2 separate regions of the Rattus norvegicus genome follow, and region 1 is linked to region 2. The links are chromatin contacts, called in public Hi-C maps. All regions are on one chromosome and are shown on one strand. The core of a region is the stretch at or near the end of the contact, and the rest is flanking DNA. Distances in the headings are between cores, read along the strand shown.

The links. A called contact is a pair of places that touch in the nucleus more often than the background predicts.
Region 1: a Hi-C map of psoas muscle shows a contact between it and region 2, with 1.9 times the contacts expected there. The contact joins the promoter of Crtc3 here to the enhancer-like site in region 2. A contact is called at or near these places in 6 of 12 Hi-C or Micro-C datasets (hepatocytes, kidney, liver and 2 more).

What each region holds. Positions count from the first base shown.
Region 1 is chr1:144,062,600-144,066,129 of GRCr8, reverse strand. It overlaps Crtc3 (CREB regulated transcription coactivator 3), which reads left to right and starts at 1,842. Exons shown (of 15, transcript NM_001427241.1): 1 at 1,842-2,149. The coding sequence starts at 2,018. It also overlaps the pseudogene LOC103691178.
Region 2 is chr1:144,017,663-144,020,790 of GRCr8, reverse strand. The region is part of intron 2 of Crtc3 (CREB regulated transcription coactivator 3); the gene reads left to right. LOC134483746 (a long non-coding RNA gene) reads right to left here. Exons shown (of 2, transcript XR_010060631.1): 2 at 1-3,128. Among named protein-coding and RNA genes, the nearest start is that of Crtc3, 45 kb to the left of the region's middle. Within about 2 kb of position 1,255, at least 2 of the 93 cell types and tissues checked have an H3K27ac peak or open chromatin away from gene starts, as enhancers often do.

The DNA of each region.
Region 1 (3,530 bases), core at 593-3,092, 45 kb before region 2:
TCTGCGTTTTTTTTTTTTTTTTTTTGAGACAGGGTTTCACTGTCTCAGAGAAAGACAAGATGGCCCAGAATGATCTTTCACTTGAAGTCCTCCCTCCTCCACCTTCCAGGTCCTGAGATCTCAGGTGTATGACACCATGCCCAGCCTGGCCCAGTTGTGTGAAACTGAACTCAGAATGGCATAAAAGCAGAAAGCAACATGTAAAGAAAAATTATGGATGGGCTGGAGGGATGGCTCAGTGGTTAGGAGCACTTGCAAAGGGCCAGGCTTCAGTTCCCAGCACCCACATGGCAGCTCACAACCATCTGTAACTTCAGCTCCAGGGGATCTAAGGTCACCCTCTGGCTACCTAGGATTCCTATGCACAGATCCTGCACATAACCTCAGGTAAACTAAATATTTAAATAATAACATATAGACACACACACACACACACACACACACACAAATTAAGAAATACAGAGCAAGAAAAGAAGCATGGTGAGTAGACTAAACACATACAGCAGACACATAAGCCTAATTATAACCAAACAATCTAGAGACTGGTGAGTTCCCTCGGTCGGTAAAGGTGCCTGCCACCAACCTGAGTAAGATGCAGGGAACCTGAATAGTAGAAGCAGAGAACCCACTTCTGCCAGCTGTTCTCTGGCTGCCACCAGTCAGCTTGGCGGATGTCAGCACACATGCATGCCTGTGCGTTTGTATAGCTCAGGGTGGCTTTCTTCTCATTATGTAGTCAAGAAGGACCTTGAACTACTGATCCTCCTGCCTCCAACTCCCAACTGCTGGGATTACAGGCATTTGCCATAATAGCCTCATTTCTATATAAATTTTAAACATAAAACTTCCTATTTCACACAGAGTAACTGGATTAATAAATCATTCACAATCAAAGAGAGAACAGCACAATCAGTATGTGTTAATTTTGAAAAATAAGAACAGTAATGATTGACATCACCATAAACATAGTTACTTTTTATGGAGACAAAGAAGAATGAGGTGGGGCTTTTTAAAAAGATAAACTCCAAGCATATGAAGCAAAATGACTTTTAAAAAGTTTTGTATGTGTATGTGTGCATTTAGGTATGTGCTCGCCACGGCCCGAGTGTGGAGGTCAAAGGACAATTTTCAGGAGTCAGTTATCTGCTTCTACATGAGTCATTTAGCTGGCCCCAAAATGCCTTTTAAATTTTATTTGCAGTGCTGGAATCAAACCCAAGGGCCTAAGGCTTGACATACAAGCGCTCTACAGCTGAACACCATCTCCAGGCCCTGCAAAAATGTTTTGATGGTTTAATCATGAGGTGTGTGGGCGTTATTAATGTTATTTTCTGTACTTCTCCGCATGTCTCTAATGCGTCCTAATTTACAAAACACAGTCCTCTGCTCAACACTCTCCAGGACATGTTGGTGTACAATTATGTTGGAAGCGCTTCTGGGCTGAAAAGGGGAAACCTGATGAGGCTGTTTTAAAACACATAAAACACAGTTGAAGGGACTGGAGAGATGGCTCAGTTAAGAGTACATACCGCTCTCGCAGAGGACTGGTGTTTAGTTCCTAGACCAGTGGGATCTCCGTGGGTGTCTGCACGCACATGTACATACGTACATATCCACACTGAGGGATGTGGGGAGTGGTACTCAGCGGCTTTCACACATAGGCGCGGCTTAGCTTTGCTGATGGGATGTAGGTGTGAGAAGTCCCGAAGCAGGCTGGGGACAGCGGGCTCAGCCCTTGGTCCGCTCGCCCGAGGCCCGGCTCCGCGGCGGGGAGGCCGGGCTTCGGGGCCCGGAGGCCGGGCGGGCCGCGCCGAGGGCGGGGCCGGCGCGCGGGGGCGGACCTCGGCGCGCTCCCGGCCGCTTGCTGGCTCTGGGGCCGCGGCGGCTCCTCTGCCGGGTCGCGCCGGAGGACAGGCTTCGGGCGGCGGCTTGGACGGCCTGCGGACCGAGCGGGTGGGCCGAGCCTTGGAACCCCACGCTTGCCGTCTGCCTTGCCCGCTAGCGCGGGGCGCGCGCCATGGCCGCCTCGCCCGGCTCGGGCAGCGCCAACCCGCGGAAGTTCAGTGAGAAGATCGCGCTGCACACGCAGCGGCAGGCCGAGGAGACGCGGGCCTTCGAGCAGCTCATGACCGACCTCACCCTGTCCCGGGTGAGCTTCGGGGTTGGCGCGGGCGGTGCGGGTGGGTCCGCGCGGCAGGAGAGAGGTCGCCCGGCCGAGGAGGCGTCGGCAGCGGGGACGGGCGGGGGCCGCGGCCTCAGTTCTTGCCGGCCTGGCGACACCAAATGCGGCTTGCGATCTCGGTGGACGGGCCTTCGGTGCGGTGAGCTGGAAACGGCCGAGTCCGGGGAGGCGGGCAGCGGGGCCGGGCGGCCTAAGCGGGAGGATGACCCCGAGAGGAAATCGCACGCAGCTGCAGCTCGGAGGCCGGACCGAGGCGCGCCTGGTTCGGGCGGTGCGGCTTCTCAGTGGACACCCACCGCTAGCGAGCCCTTGGCTCTCTGCGTGGAAGGCCTCGGGGGCTTGAGGGTCGCACATCGTCCCCGAGGGGAAGGCTCGGTGCACTCACAAGTGAATCGACGGCTGGCCCCTGAGTGGCAGCGGGCCTTGGTACCACGATGTAATTCGGTGGCTTTCCCACTTTCGCCTCTTGGAGGTGCTTTACGTGGTCCGGTGCATTTGTTCAGCATCAGATATTTAGTGAGAACTGACAGGGTGTCTAGCGCAGATGGTGACCACGGAGGGACTCAGAAGAATGAGTAAGAGAGAGTCGGGGCAAACACCTGGGAGGCTAGACAACTGGAGCGGACCGCAGAGGATGGAGAGCGCAGGAGTGTCTGGTGCAGACCGCAGAGGGTCAACGTGTGTGGGCAGCCTTGAGGATTCTGAGTGCTGGCCTTGAAGGCACATTGTCAGATGGGGGAGGCTGTGAAGATTCTGGGGGTGAGAGCAGATTGCAAGCTGGTTGTTTCCCTGCTTCCTGAGGTGCAGACGTACTATATTTTGGCCACCAAACACTGTGTTGTTTTGGGACTTAAAAAAACAAAAACAAAAAAAAACCCAAAATCTGTTGCCAGGGTTTAAATCAGGAGTTTTTTCTTTGAGCATAAACTTAATATAAACTAAACTAACATAAATCTATAGCATAAACCAAATTGACTTACTTTAAAAATTAAGAGAGCTGGAAACGATCTCGAATGTCAGTCACCACCCGCAAGTGGAGTATGAACTCTGTTTTGCCATAAATACAGTTCACACCATTCACTGTTACAGTCCCCTGCACCGAGGCCATTCATCGTATTTATATAATGTTATCTTTCGGTGTAGTAAGGACAGAGTGAACTGCTTTCATTCTCGATGCACTGAAGCATATATATGGGGGGATAAGTGGTAGGTACAGAATGCAGATATCTGCAGATACAGAAGCCTGAAGATTTCAAGGGGAAAAAAAATGTCCATATGCCCTGACCAGCTTCCTGCTTACCAGTTGGCATATACAGGCTTTTATATTTTGCGACCTTGATTAGACTGA
Region 2 (3,128 bases), core at 6-2,505:
GATTTTTTTCATGCAAATTTAAAAAAAGTTGTGGGGCTGGGGATGTAGCACAGTTGGTCCAGTGCTTGAGTTGCAGGCATTGCCACCTGCTGGCTTCCTCTTTACTGATGTGTCTACCCCTGTCCCCTGCCACACTGTTTTGACTAATTACTGTAGGTTTATATTACATTTGTAAATATTGGTTTACTTTCATGTGGCTTTTCAATTCCCTCCTCCCACCCCCCAGCTATTGAACATTTATTTCCACGGTGGTTTTCAAGTTTATCTTATTTTCGCTTTAGGCTTATTTGGAGTGTCAGAGGTTTGGATGAGAATGGCCCCCATGGGCTGACATATTTGAATCCTTGGTCCCAGTTAGTGGAACTGTTAGAGAGTAGGATTAGATGCTATGGTTTTGTTTAAGGAGGTTTGCCAAAAGGGGCAGACTTGGAAGTTTCAAGAGCCCATACAGTTTACACTTAACTCTCTGCCTCCTGCTTGTGGATCTAAATATACTCTTAGTTCCTGCTCCAGTGCCATGCCTGTCTGCCTGCTGCCATGCTCCTTGCCAAGATGGGCAGGGAACCTGGCCCTCTGAAACAGAGCCTCCAGTCAACTCTGCCTGCTTAAGTTGCCTTGGTCTTGGTGTCTTATCGCAGCAAGAGAGAAGTCACCCAGACAGTATTTTTTTTTTTTTTTTTTTTTTGGTTCTTTTTTTCGGAGCTGGGGACCGAACCCAGGGCCTTGCGCTTCCTAGGTAAGCGCTCTACCACTGAGCTAAATCCCCAGTCCCCAGACAGTATTTTTAAAGATTATGTTGTTAATAACTTTTACACTGCTAAGTAGTGTCATTAGACTCATGTTTTAGGGGCTTATTCTGACTGCACTGTGGAAGTAAGGTAGGAGGTGACAAGAATAGAGACCAAAAGTCAGTTATAGCTCAGCATGGAGTCATACCATGTGGATCTGGTAAGTTTCAGGCCAGTCTGGGCTACACATGTGGGACTTTGTCTCAAAACAATCAAAAATAATTTTTTTTATTTATTAAAACAAATCTCAAGGCGGTTTCAGATACGATGGGGATGGTAAACGTTGTTAAAGATCAGGGAGGTGTGGAAGACACAGGGTCGTGTAAGCAGCATTGCTCGTGATCCAAATGGAGAGGGACCCCAAACACTGGGGGTTAGGCAGCCCCATGGGGCCATTGCCTAAGGGGGTGCAAAGTGACAAGTCAGTGCTGGGCAAGAGGGTAGCCGCACAGTGACATTTAAAGGACAGAAACCTCCAGGGAAGTGCCAGGCACCCAGCCCTCAGGCTGTTGATAGCAGTCTGCAGCTCTGGAGAGATCTGAGCTGTTGATAGAATTGTGTGACTTCCTGGGGAATTTAGCATTTGAAGGATGGCTTCTGTATTCAGAAGTCTGCAGAGACAGGGAAGTAGGAGTCATAGAATCATGGAACAGGTTTCAAAGCACAACATCCCAATGTCAGATACTTTAGAGATGTCAGTGATATAGGCACTGAAAAGCCCATTAGTATTTAGCATCAGGAAAGGCTGTGGTGCCCTGGGAATTTCAGTGGGGTAAAAAAGGGAGGCTGGGAGTTGAGAGCTGAGCAGGGAGCTGAAGCACCTCCATACCAGGAATCTTAGTTGCTTGGAAGAATGCTTAGCAGGGAGAATGGTGAATCCTTCTGCCCTGCCCCTCCCCCAGCTTCACGTGTGAGCGCCTTCGTGGCTGCGCTCATGGGAAGAGCCAATAGAGGAGGAAGAGGAAGGGGCTGAGATCCTGGCGCTGTCAGGAGTCATTGTTGCAGGACCTGGAGCAATCAGCCAACATGGTCAGTGAGGAGGAGAGCACCCCACTGAGGGTGTGGACATGTGTAAAGACAGCAAAGGGCTGGTGTTACCACCCCAGCTCTCTGGAGGTTGGAGCAGAAGGAATGCTGAAGAGAAAAGAAGACAGAAGGAGGAGCGCAGAAGCTAAGAGCCGGAATGAACCCAGGAATTTAGTGGAAGAGCAAGAATGGCTAAGGCAAGGTAGCTTGGTTGTTAAAGGCAATTGCTGCCAGACCTGACGATTGAACTCAGTCACCAGAACACTCGTGGAGTGCTCTGACCTCTGCACGGGGGCTGCCGTGTGTGTGCCCGCCCTCCACACTGCCCCGTCCAACCTTCTCATAAAAGTAGTACATGTCAAAAAATAAAAATAAAATTAAAAAGCAAGTGGTAAGGACAAGGAGTTAGCTCAGTAGTAGGCTACTGGCCCAGCATGAACAGAACCCTGAATTTAATCCATATTATTGAAAAAAAAATTAAAAAAATAAAAAGGAGGTTGGAGTAATTCAGTAAACCCAGCAGAACCGGGTTCAATCCCCAGAACAGTCACAAAAGCCAGGTATGCTGGTGCGTGCTGGAGTCACTGGCCGGTCTGCTTAGCAAGTTCCAGAGCAGTGAGAGTCTTTCAGAAGAGCAGCAGTGGACCAGAGATGCCAGTGTGGACCTCTGTCTGGCCTCCTCACACATTCACACACAGCTGAGGAGGTACATAAAAGGCAAGCTATAATGTGTAATATGTTACTATCCATGCTAGAAGAGAGGGGTAGAAGTGCCATCTGCTCCTACTTGCTGTGCATACATAGGCCTTAGGTAAGGACTCTTTCGGCTGTTACCCTGGCTGTCTGTCAGGAAGCAAGAAGGGGAAGGGAGTAAAGGGTGCTCACACTCTCAATCTTACAGTTTTTATTTGTTGAGCGTGTGAATAAATTCTTATTAAATTAACTTGATTAAAAATACTTGACTGCCTTTAAAAATAATAATCCAACAAGGCTCGAACTTCCTTTGTGAAGCAGGGTCTCCTGTAGCCCAGGCTGGCCTTCAGCTTGCCATGTAATTGAGGATGACCTTGAACTGTTTTGGGGTTCTCCTACTACCTCCCTGTGCTGGGAGTACAGACTTGTGACCACCATGCCTGTTTTACTGGGTGGTGGGGATTAAATCCGGGGCTTTGCACTTTACCAACTGAGCTAGCCTCCCAGCCCCGGGCCTAGACTTTCCTAGTTACTCTAGGCTCTCAGTGCCCCTGACTTGTCTGTTCAGCAGCCAAGAAACAAACCCTTGCTTTTAGTCTGAGAGAACCTTGCCTTCCTTTG